Regions from separate parts of the Gossypium arboreum genome. Here region 2 is linked to region 1. Evidence: chromatin contacts called from public Hi-C data. All regions are on one chromosome and are shown on one strand. Each heading gives the region's core, a stretch centred on a gene start, on an enhancer-like site or on the middle of the called end of the contact. The rest is flanking DNA. Distances are from core to core; before and after follow the strand shown.

Evidence for each region. A called contact is a pair of places that touch in the nucleus more often than the background predicts.
Region 2: a contact with region 1 is called in a Hi-C map of leaf, with 2.5 times the contacts expected there. The contact joins two enhancer-like sites. A contact is called at or near these places in 2 of 5 Hi-C or Micro-C datasets (both in leaf).

Annotation. Positions count from the first base shown.
Region 1 is chr7:78,986,960-78,993,078 of ASM2569848v2, forward strand. No RefSeq gene overlaps it. Among protein-coding and RNA genes, the nearest start is that of LOC108482050, 9.6 kb to the left of the region's middle. Within about 2 kb of position 3,767, at least 2 of the 2 cell types and tissues checked have an H3K27ac peak or open chromatin away from gene starts, as enhancers often do. A contact at or near this core is called in leaf, where this site is marked.
Region 2 is chr7:79,195,279-79,201,397 of ASM2569848v2, forward strand. No RefSeq gene overlaps it. Among protein-coding and RNA genes, the nearest start is that of LOC128295261, 69 kb to the left of the region's middle. Within about 2 kb of position 2,388, at least 2 of the 2 cell types and tissues checked have an H3K27ac peak or open chromatin away from gene starts, as enhancers often do. A contact at or near this core is called in leaf, where this site is marked.

The DNA of each region.
Region 1 (6,119 bases), core at 2,517-5,016:
AAATAGTATGTAATTTTTGTTTTGATATTAAATGTTGTAAACGTATTGTGTTAATGAAGAGAATGAGAAGAGGAGAGAACATCAAGTTGATGATAAAGGAAAAGAAATAACAAAGGAGTGAAGGAAGAAGAAAGGAGGAAGGGATTCACTCTAAGTAATTTTTGTTGTAAGTATATCAAGAATTTTACTTATTTGATTAAAACCTAAATGGAAAATTTTGATAAATTGGTTTAGTATTATATATGAGATTTATTTACATATGAAAATGATGATATGTTTACGAAATTTATTGGAATGTGATATTGTATTCTTATTATGAATTGAAAAGTATATATGTAGTGAAATTGGTGAAAATGACTAAATTGCAATTAGTGTAAAAGTTAGATAGATGAAATAGATGATGATATGATGTGTTTAAGTGAGATGTTAAATGTTGATAAAATAGATGCCATGTGAAATATGATGAATGGTTGATTCTTTATGAACAAGGACTAAGTTGTAAAAATAATAAAATTTGAATTGTTTTCTTTGTTGAGAAAATATAAATAAATTGTATAATTTAAATGCCTAAGTAGAAAAAAATGAGAACTAGTAGGATATAAATGGCATGCCATTAGGAAAATTTCTATGCACGCAAGTGTTAGTAGCACTTCGGTGCAAAGTGACCTCCGCACATTCGTGCAGATAATAGTGGCACTTCGATGCAAATCATAAACATTTGAGCAATAGATTTACATGGTAAGTAAATTGTATAATGATATTATTAGTAAGTATCTTATAAATTTGTTCAATTGAGGTCTTATTATAATTATTAATGAAACAAATTTCATGCATGATGGTGTTAATTCATGAATTTTATACCTATATATATAGGTAATAGTTTGACTTATATTGCAAAATTTAATTCTTGATATGCTTACTAAGCTCACATGAGCTTAACACATTTCTTTCATACGCGTAGGTGATAATTGGTTTGAAGATCTAGAGTGAAGGTTGTTTTCCTAATTAAGGCTTGGAAGAGAGTATGAATCTAAACTTTTAGAAATAGTTCATGGCATGTACATACGCTCATGGTATCAATTTTGTAGATAAACTTTCATGGAGACATTTGATAGTATTTGATCCTCCATGAAAATTTTGTAAATTTGGACTTGTTTAATTAAGTTTTAAGTAAAATTATATGATGTTTTGATGAGGAATCATGTTTGAAAATGTTTTGGTAGTGATATGGAATGGTTTATGATTGTTTAAACTTGGTTTTAGATGATTCAAACATGTTCCAGGTAACCTATTTTCAATGTTGTGACATCCAACCTTCAATCACGACATCTGAAGCCAATGTCGTGACATTGACCCTGTTTATCCTGTTTTGATTTGAATAAGCCCCGATTATAACCAAACATTAGGGAAAGCATAGAAATAACTTGAATAACTTCAAAGGAGTTCAATTATGTTAAAACACAGTTTTAAAATTTATGAACAAATTGGAGTGATTGTAGTTGCTTTGATAATAAATGTGACATCTCTATACCTTGACCCAGGGATCGGGTCGGTTATGAGGGTGCTACAATTTATCCCAAAGAGATTAAGGATACGCTATGAGAGTATAACACTTATGACAAGGTCACTGGACGAACGTTGATTGAGTAGCTTTCTTAATGGTATGTAATTAGAGAGAGCTTAGTCACGATACTATAGTGGAATAACTTTGTGACTAAATGAGTTTATAATTAATAAGTGAAAAGTTGGAATCTAATTATAAATCATTTGAGCCCTAATTATATATTTCCAATCGATCCCTCCGCTAGCTCGTTAAAACAAGAAAGATATTGCATCTAGAACCAAATAAACAAAAATAGATAAAACTTATAAAGTCAGAGAAATGGGTCACATTCTCAAATGAATGTGTTTTCTCACTAAGTATAGAAATGACTTGATAATTAATTTAAATTTTGTGAATTATTATTTAATTAAATAACTGAAGTTCGAAAATAGAATTAAATTAATTAGTTATCGTGAATCCGTTAAATATGAAAATTAAATATATTTTATCATAAATTCTTTTACGGTAAAGTTATCATGACTTTAATGGAATTAGAATTGGATTGAGAAAGTTATTTAATTGGAAAAATTAATTTATCTAATTAAATTAATTAATTAATAATATTTATTTTGGAAATAGAAAAACATGTATTGAGTTGAATAAAAGTATAAAGTGCGTTAAAAGTCCAATAAGCATATATAATTAGACCCAATACAAGAGAGACCCAAATTCCCCTTATATTACATATGATGGATGACAACCATAGTTTACTTAACTAGAAACTGATTTTTCTATTAAATAAATATTATTTGTATTTTACTAATTCAACCAGGATTCTCTTATCTTTCTCTATAAATAGATAATAATATTAGAGTTATTTTCACAAGTTACAACACAGGTTTCACATAACTTTGAGATATTGTTATTTTGGCAGAAAGTAGAGAGAATTTATTTTCTAAGTATAAATTCTATTTTCTTAGAATAACGATTTTGCTGATTTCTATTGAGAGAGAATTACTTTCCTACTAAAAGTGATAAATTGTTTCTAATTCTATGTTTGATTCGTGTTTGTTCGAGCCCACACTCGAAGAAATTTGTGGTATGAGAATAGCAGAAAAGATTGTTTGGTTGAAAGTTGGGAACATCTAAGATCTGTCTCACACAAAGCACAAGTACTTTTTGGGAAAAACTTATTACTATAAATATCACAAACTAACTCAGGTTTCAAAATTTTAATTCTCCGCTGTGATTGAAAATTATTTTTAAACCAAAATTTTTCAACAGTAACGATACCCTTGCCCTAACTTCTCCAAGTTAAGTTGTTTTTCTTCAAAAGGTTCCAAACGACCTTCGCTTGCAACTGAATTGTAGGGGATGATCGAAAATGGTTTAAATTACCCCCAAGTGACCCTAATAAGATAAATATTATATGAAAAGGTTGAATTTCAAGTTTAAGTGGCTTAGTGTTCAAATGTGACATCCTTTGCTTGAGTTATCAGTTTATCCTAGATAAGGAGTGTTATAGTTCGACATGCGTCTCCCCTTAAAAATGTAAGGTGCTTTACCATTACATCCAACACTTGTTGGTACAGTATGAGTTAGGAAGTGAAAAATTTTAACTCCACAAGTGAGTTTGAAATTTTGCCACTTATCCTATTTATTTTTAAAATTTTTAAATACGGTTTAAAGATTCATGTCAAAATCTCAATCCCATAATAGAGAAAGAGATGATGTATGGAGTATGGAGTATTAAAAAGATATGACATACCAAAGAACTAACGACCGAGGTTGAAAAGGAAGATGTTCAACTCAACTCCATGGCCCCCAAACGCCTTATTTTCAACATTTAAAGTGGCTTTGAAGGCCTCAGGAACCGACCAAAAAGCATATGTTTTTCCTTTGCAAAATAAAGATAAACTAATCCCATTAGTTATGGTCTAGAGATCCCATTAAGGTAGCAATTAAAAGGTAAAACTTTAAAGTTACTTTGAAGTTTAAAGGAAAGAAGTTGAAGAACAAAATAGTAATTAGTAGAGAATGAAACCGGAGGTTCTAATGCAGGGTCTGGGTCAAAAACAAAAGAGAGCACCTTCTCTCATTCATAAAGATTATTCTTCTCTTGTAGGGTCTTCATTTGCATTATCTTGTATTATTACTACGGGTCAATTATGATATATCGACTTCGACAATATAGGTGGCAGGGGTTTGATCAATACTCAGAGTTGAAGCATTGGACAAATTAAATCCATAAAAATCAATGCAGCCATGCACCCAACATAGCACGTGCCCACAGCTTTCATATTTATATATTATTTAAATATTCATATTTCAATATCCAACGAGGTGGTTGCAGAGGTTGTAATTTATTAAATTGAATTCACCAACCCTAATCTACGTGAGTTTGTATATCAATAGTTGAGTGATATGTTTTAAGTGCTAGTAATTAGATAACTTTCAAATAAAATGGTTGGGAAATACTTTGTTTTTTCAACTACAGGGATGACATGATAAAAATGGTGCACACCTATTAGTTTTGAACAAAATGACGTCGGTATCAACACAATTACTATATTCCCAATGTAATTAAAGCATGTGTTATATAGTAATATACAGCTATCTTCTTGATCTAACCAATCCTAAATTCATAAAATGAGTTTATTCTTGATAAATGGTCCTAGATCATTAATATCATTTGTAGTCTCTATGATTGAAAAAAAAAGCTCAAATTATTTTTTACAAATAATTTTAAATTTGACCAAAAACTTTATTAATATCATTACTATTTAGTATGAATTTTGAAATTTTAACCACTAAAAGATTGAAATTTCCATAATATTTTCGTTAGAGACGCACTTTGGGCAATTACCTTTATATATTTTGTAAAGAAAGGAGGGTGAGAAGAGAAAACAAAAGAAAGGCCCCAAATCACACATGAAAAGGCAAGAAGAGAAAGCAATAACTACAAGCTATATAGGGCAAGATATGAGGAGCGGGACCTTATTGTTGTGTTAAGAAGGAAAGCTAAGGGCCACCCTATAAGCTGTTTCCTTTCTCTATTTCAGAAGAGTGGGAGACCAAAAGTGTTTGGCGCAAAGCACCAGAGTGATTGAATTGAATGGCAAAGATGCATGTATGGCCATGAAGTAAATGACAAAATCTCCATTTGTTCCTTTGTATTTGATGAGGGGATAGGTCATGTTCACGGGGCAAACTTTGCCAATATATAGCCTTAAAATAGCCGACAATTGGAATAATTGGTAGCCCATCTTATTTGCGTTATTGGAAACCAAGTTCCAATTTTAGCGACTCCAATCCAACTGATTTGCACACCATTGCATAGTGCTAATATAGATAGATAGATGAAAGATCATTAAACGTATTTGATCCTTCAACTTTATAAAAAAAAAAGTTATTTTAGCCATTCATTTAATTTATTTTTTTAGTCTTTAAATTTGTATTATTTATCAAGTCACCCCAAAATCGATAGAAAAATTAACGACTTTTCACTTTTTAACATGCATCCACATGGTAGTCTACGTGTATGCCACATTAATAAATAAATAATTTACTAAATTAAATGTATTTTTATACATTTAGTAATTTTATTTTTTAAAATAATTTTAATAATTTTAAATTTTTAAAATTTTAAAATCTAAAAAATTAATTAATTGTTGATGTGGTATCCATGTGGCAATTCATGTATATGCCACATCAGCAAAGTGAACTAATATTAACTTTTCCATCCATTTTAGAGTGGTTTAACAAACAATACAAATTTAAAGATCAAAAGAGACAAAAAAATTAAATATAATGCTAAATTAATTTTATTTATAAAGTTGAAGGGTCAAATAAGATATTATATCTTTAGTTAACTCCATCTAATTACTTCTTTGTGCATTTTACTCTTGTTTTTTGGTTGGATAGTTCGTATAATTGTTAAATATTTAAAAAGAAAGATGCATGGTTTTCATGATATCTGTCTTAGGGCCAATAAATTTAGATTAGATGAAGTTTACTCACTGTTTGACAGATTTTCCGTCAGAAATAGACAGCGGAGTATTAGCTATTTCCGACAAAAAATTCCGTCACTAGAAGGCCCTTAGATATATTGTCATTGTAAAGTTTTGATAGTAAAAGTGCACGTTTAAATGAAAATCAATTTCACCAATGAGTGTTAGGTGTAATAATATTTTAAATGGATTAAATTTTGAATTTTAAAAATGACATTATTATAATGAATAATCACAAACTTCGAAAGAAATAATTTTTATGGACATAAAATAGATATAAAAGATATCTTAATTTTATCAAAAAAATTTATTACAAAATTGATTTATATATACAAATATTTTTTTCATAAATGAATTGAAAAGAATAAAAAAATGCATATGCATACATATGCATATGAGATTGAGATTGTGATTGTAAATTTGTAATTGTATGAAATTCAACTCCAAACTCATGTATGGATGTTTAAAACACTCACTTTTAGGCTTTACTTGGTTTAGCAGAAAACTGGGAAGAAAGAGTGAGGGAAGAGAAAAGTGGAAGGAAATTGGATTTAGTGAGTGCTTGG
Region 2 (6,119 bases), core at 1,138-3,637, 210 kb after region 1:
TCCTTGAGTCTTTAGTCTTACTTCCTCTTGAACAAGCTTACTGGCTATCAGTAATATCCCACTTATCTTTAAAAATGTCATAGTTAGTTTGAAATAACCCATAACTCGGAGGTGAGCTTAATATGAACTGCAATAAAAAAGAGTCATCCACCATCATCCCTAAAGTCTTTAGCCTTGCTGCAATAGTAGTCATCTTGATGATATGTTCTTGCATTCCCTTCTACCCATCATACGTCATGATTGTGAGTTGTGTCATTAAAGTACCAGTGAGTGACTTATTCGCAAATTGGAAATGTTATCCCACAAACACAAGATATTCTTTCACACTTTCTATTTGTGGTCTTAACATTGTTGGTAGTAGTCATTCACAAAAAAAAAAAAAACCTCAATTTGATTGATCATTCCCATTTTATATGATATAACATCTCTTCTGTAATAGCAACATATTTATCTTCTAATAGTGTCAAATTAAGATCCAAAACATCTAAATGGAACTTGACTTGTTCACTCAATTCAAAGAAGTTTAATCCATTAAATAAATTAACATAAGAAGCTTACGAATGAAGAGAAATAGTTGTAAAATAATACACAAATGCTCCTCTTCCTCTAAGCAATTTTCTACACCTTAAGTTCAAACGAGATAATAGAGAGAGAGCTATGATAGCGATGTTTGTATCTAATATTCCGGCGTCCATGCATTGTAAAGGGTTGTGGGCTTTCTTCAGTTATCATGGAAAGGTGGTAGACACTTTCATTCCGGAGAAAAAAAGCAAAAGGGTATGAGATTCGGATTGTACGATATGCCAACTATTCGGATGCACGTAAGACGATTTCAAGATTGAATGGCTTCGTGATCCTTGGGAGTAGAATATGGGTAAGGGAAGCTAGGTTTAAAGGTAATAGGATGATTTGGAGAAGGGTTGTAAAGCATCAAAACTCATCGCATTCTGAAGAGTCTAATAAAAAAGGGTTGGATAATGTGGGAAGAGGAAAGGAAGGCGAAGGAAAAACAGAGGACTTGTGGAAACTGAACTTGGTTGAAAGGAGTTCAGGTGTTGGCTCGGGCCTGGTGGGTATGAAAATGGCGGGAGTTGTTCAATGTCATGTAGAGGATGAGCTGCTATGGAAATATAAAAAATGTTTGGTGGGAGAAGTGGCTTTGTTCTACGAATTGAAGAGCTTAGCTGATAGAATTACACGAATGGCCTTTGGTGATATTTGTGTGAAGAGAATTCAAGGGAATTTTTTTCTCATTGAGATTCAGGACGAAGAACTGCTTGAAATCTTGAAACAGAGGGAGTGGTCGTATTTGAAGGAGTTCTTCATTAATATCGTACCATGGTTAGAAATACTAGTGTTTTTTGAGAGAATCACTTGGATTGAAGTTTCTGGGGTTCCGATGCACTGTTGGAACTATGAAATGTTCAAGAGGATAGCTGGAAAGTGGGGTAACTTAGTGTCGATAGGTGAAAACGTGTTAGGAACAAACAATTTTGAGAAAGTGGAAATGCTTATTTCAATCTCGCAAGTTAAAAAGATCGATGAGATGGTTTTGTTAGAAGTGGGCGACGTTAGATTTCCAGTGAGTGTAAGGGAGGTAGGTTGGTCAGAGGACATTAAAAATAATGTTTTGAAGAAGCCTAGCAATCAGGCGGTGGTTGATGAGAGCGTGTTGGAATCAGAACCAACATTTGGCGTAGAGCCGGAGAAGGGGCTGGATGGAACTCGAATCGTCTCGTCGGAATCAATAATGGAAAACGCCATCGAAAATGTAAATAGAAAATGCCATAAAAAATGTAAGTGAAGGTAAAGCTTGTCAGAAGATGTCAGAGGAATTAATTGAAGGTGTCACTGGTGCTGTTAGTGTGGGAATTTTAGCCGAAGTTGATGTGTGGGTTAGTAGGCCGAATAGTGGAATGGACCGGGCATATGAGGATGTTGCCAACATGGGCCTGGTGTTGGGTTTGGGTCAAAGGGAGGGTCAAGTTGGGCTAGTAGATATTGACGAAAGATTGGACTCTCTTAGGTTTGAAGGGCATCTTACGGGCAGGGAAATTCTTCCTGTCGAAGATCAGATTTTCCCGATTGATAATTTTAATTTAGCAACTCCAGAAGCAAAGGATAGGGACATAAGCCAAGAGGTAGAAGAGGAATTTTACAACACTATTAGAAGTAAGAGGAAGAAGAGACAGTTTAATAAAAGAATTATGTCAATGCAAGCCATTCAAGACGGGGTGTTGTCTTCCAAAGAAATTCAAAGAAGAGATCGAAATAGAAGAAAGGGCAAGAGCAGCGCAGAGCCAGGAAGTGAAGACAAAGTGGTTAACCTCTCTTTGTCCGATTCAGAATTAAGCAACAGGAGAAAGGTTATTCTTAGAGAGGTGAAGCAGACCTGGGAAGTTGGGAAGAAATTGGGGCTTAGGGTGCTGGGAGAAGAAAGAGATGTTATCGAGGAAATTATGAGGCTTGAGGAGCAACAGTAAAGGAGGTCGGGTATAGCTGTACACATTTGCCAATCAGGTGAGTTTTTTCCTGTACTAAGATTGTGTGGATGAGTTTTTAATTGGGAAAAATGAAAATTGTATCGTGAAATATTAGGGGGTTGGGTTCTGATGGTAAAATAGTTGCGATTAATAGATTAGTCAGAATTCATAGGGTGAATGCGTGTTTTCTACAAGAAACTAAGCTTGAGAAAGTGTCAGGAGATTTAGTTAGAAGAATATGGGGCGAAGATTATTTTGAATTCTGATTTGTTGCTGAAGTAGGACGTTCAGGTGGTCTTATTACCATATGGGATAAATCAAGTTTTATAACGAGAAAGGTTTACTGTACTAACCGTTTAATTGTGGTGGAAAGGAATTGGTGTTGTGAGGGGTGGGAAGGGGTTCTGATTAATGTGTACACGCCAAATGGGTTGCTGGAGCAGAAAATTTTTTGGGTAGAAATATTAGAGGTTAGGGATAGGTTCACATATTTTTGGATTGTTGGGGGAGACTCTAATGCAATTAGGAACAAAAGTGACAAAAGTAATTGTGTAGGTTTATTAAGAGGGTCGAAGGACTTTTTGAGCTCTTTAGAGAGATGTAAATTGGTAGATTTGCCTTTGTTGAGGAGGAAATTCACTTGGTATGGCCCAGAGAATAAGAAGAGCAGACTGGATTGGTTTTTGGGTAGATGAAGTTTGGTTCAAAAAGTTCGAGGTCATTCAACAGCAGGGGTTAAATCATTCTGTTTCAGATCACATCTCGATTTTATTATCGTACAGTTCTGTGGAATGGGTCCAAGATTGTTTAAGCTTTTTAATGCGTGGGTTCATAACAATGAGTGTATGAGTATTATCAGAAACGAATGGGGTTTGTTGGGTAATTCGAATGGTAGGGTTTCAGGGAAATTGAAGAAACTCAAAGGTGCTCTTAAAAAATGGAATGGGGAAGATAGAGTTACGTTAGAGAGAAGGCTCAATGAGATTGAAGTTAGAATCAGGTGTCTGGATGATTGTAGTGATGTTAGAGAACTGTCAGAAACGGAATTGGAGGAATAAAGAATTTGAATCTTGAAATGGGAATGATAAATAGATTCAAAGAGTACATTTGGAGGCAGAAATCGTGAATGTCATGGCTGAAAGAAGGTGACTCAAACACCGCTTTTTTCTACAGAGCAATAAAGTTCAAAGCGAAAAGAAAAACAGTGTGTGGATTGAAAATTGAAATATGTGGATAAGTGATCCAATGGCTTTGAAGGAGAAATTGTTTAATTTTTTTTAGAAGGCATTTTAGCTGTCCCTCGAGGAAATTGAGAATGGATTTGGAGTTGAATTTTAAGAGGCTGAGGGATGTTGATGTTGCGAGATTGGAGAAGCCTTTCTCAATAGAGAAGATTAAGGAGGTGGTGTGGAGCTGCGATGCAAAAAAGGCACCGGGCCCGGATGGCTTTAATTTATGCTTTTTTAGAAAATGCTGGGGGATTTATTCGAGATGATGGTAAAATTTTTTAATACCGGTAAACTGGAAAAGAGTATTAATTCACCTTTTATTGCGTTAATTTCTAAAAACGCTCCATAGAGGTGTTCTGCTGGGTCAAGGACAAAGGTTGAGACCATGGTCGCCATTTTCTATCTTCCAAGGAGATTGATTTAAGGGTGTCTAGCATTGAAAATGTTTCAAGTGGAAAAGCATGGTAATGTGATGGCTTCTGCGTTGGCGGCTGCTGGTCTGAAAAGGCAGGGCATGTTTAAGGCATGGTGGTGATTAGTGTGTTTGTTTTCGTCTGAGTGCAGTCTGGATGCAGGCATTTTGCAGGGGTTTTTTAGCAGTTTGTTTTGTGATTGTTAGGGGTGTATTTGAGCAGGTTTTTATCTGTTGGTTGTCTGTTTTGTTGGTTGGGACTTGTTGAGTGGTAGGGGGGTTTTGATTACTGTGTTGTGTCTGCGCATTTGTTTTTGTTCTCAGACTTTGTGCTGGTTGTTTTTATTTTCTTCAGCTTTGTATGCTGTTGATTTGATTAAGCGAAAAAAAATATACACAAATGCTCAAATATTGAATTCAAATATGCAAACAATCTAAGTATATCCTAGTTTCTCTTTGGGTGGCTACTACAATATACTATCATAAATAAATGCTAATAACCTTAATAGGAAAATAAATAATTTTCATCAAATATGCAGGTTGTCTTTGGATATTCAAATATATATAACAAAAATATTAATTTGTTATCAAAATTTTCACTAATCATAAAATAAATAATCCACCTTTGAACAAATTTTGAAATTCTAATGAGCAGTGAAATTCATCTTTCCACTTTTTCATCATAAACATTTAATTAATTAGTTACATGTATACTTGAAATCTAATTCAACTACTTTAATAACAAATTATATGTATCAAATTAAAATATTCAACTTCAAACATAAAACTTTTAATTCCCTTGAAACTCATAATTTGATGTATCCCAACTTACGGAACAACACTATAATGGAAGAATCCATTCAATCCAAAAGCAGTTACAGAGTTACTAAATAAATAAAACTATGCAAAAAGGTAAACAACATCCACCATAACTAATCTATATATTATAAGCTGATAGAAAACGTGAAACTCATTGATAAGGTATTATTATTAAAATCAACGATTGCACTAATTTCAAATAAAATAGATTATGCTTTCGATGATTCTTTGGTCCAGTAAAAGCAGTCGTAAAGAAAACGTAAAAATTAAATTAAAATACGTACAATGTTTAATTTAAATCTTTTATGGGAAATGGATATAATTTCATTTATGATATTACATGTAAAAAATGTTATACCAATCAAAACTTTAATATTATAGAAAGATTTTTAGAATAATAAAACTTGTAATGTATAATTTAATTTTATGTGTAACCTAAATAGGTAGATAAAAATTCATTTATAATTATTAACTTTTAATTTATTATGTCCATCAACTAATCGAATGAACACATAAGATTTAATTTGGCATACAATAATGGACTAAAAATGTTACATAGTTTTTATTGATTTTATATAAAAATATAAAAAGATACAAACACTCTCATAATAATAAAATTTACTATGTAAAAAAGAAATTAATTATTTTTAATTGAATAAATGTTAATTAGACTTGTAACACTAATTTAATCAAGAATTTAAGTAAAATATAGATATTAAACTTTCAAAATAAATTTAAATAAAAATTTATTTTAAAACCAATTCAAATATATATATATATATATATATATATATAGATCTCAAAACTTATCACATTATTTTCCATTTCAAACTGTGTTCAAATAACTAATGCACCATCAATGTTATACTCATCATTTTACCTATAGGAATATGAACCATAAGTCAAAAATACATCCAATATTTACCTCAATGTTCAAGCCGAATCATATAACCTATTACACCATACATATAAACCATGAAACATACTTCCCAAAATAAGCTTAATACATAACTAAATATACACAATATTAGCATCATGATTAAGCCATTTTCACATGGTTATATATATACTCAAATCAAAATGAACCATTTCAAAACTAGCCTATACATGCCACATAACAAAAAACTCAAAGCTTTTATTTACTGAACCGATAATCGGATAGTGTGATGATGTCTC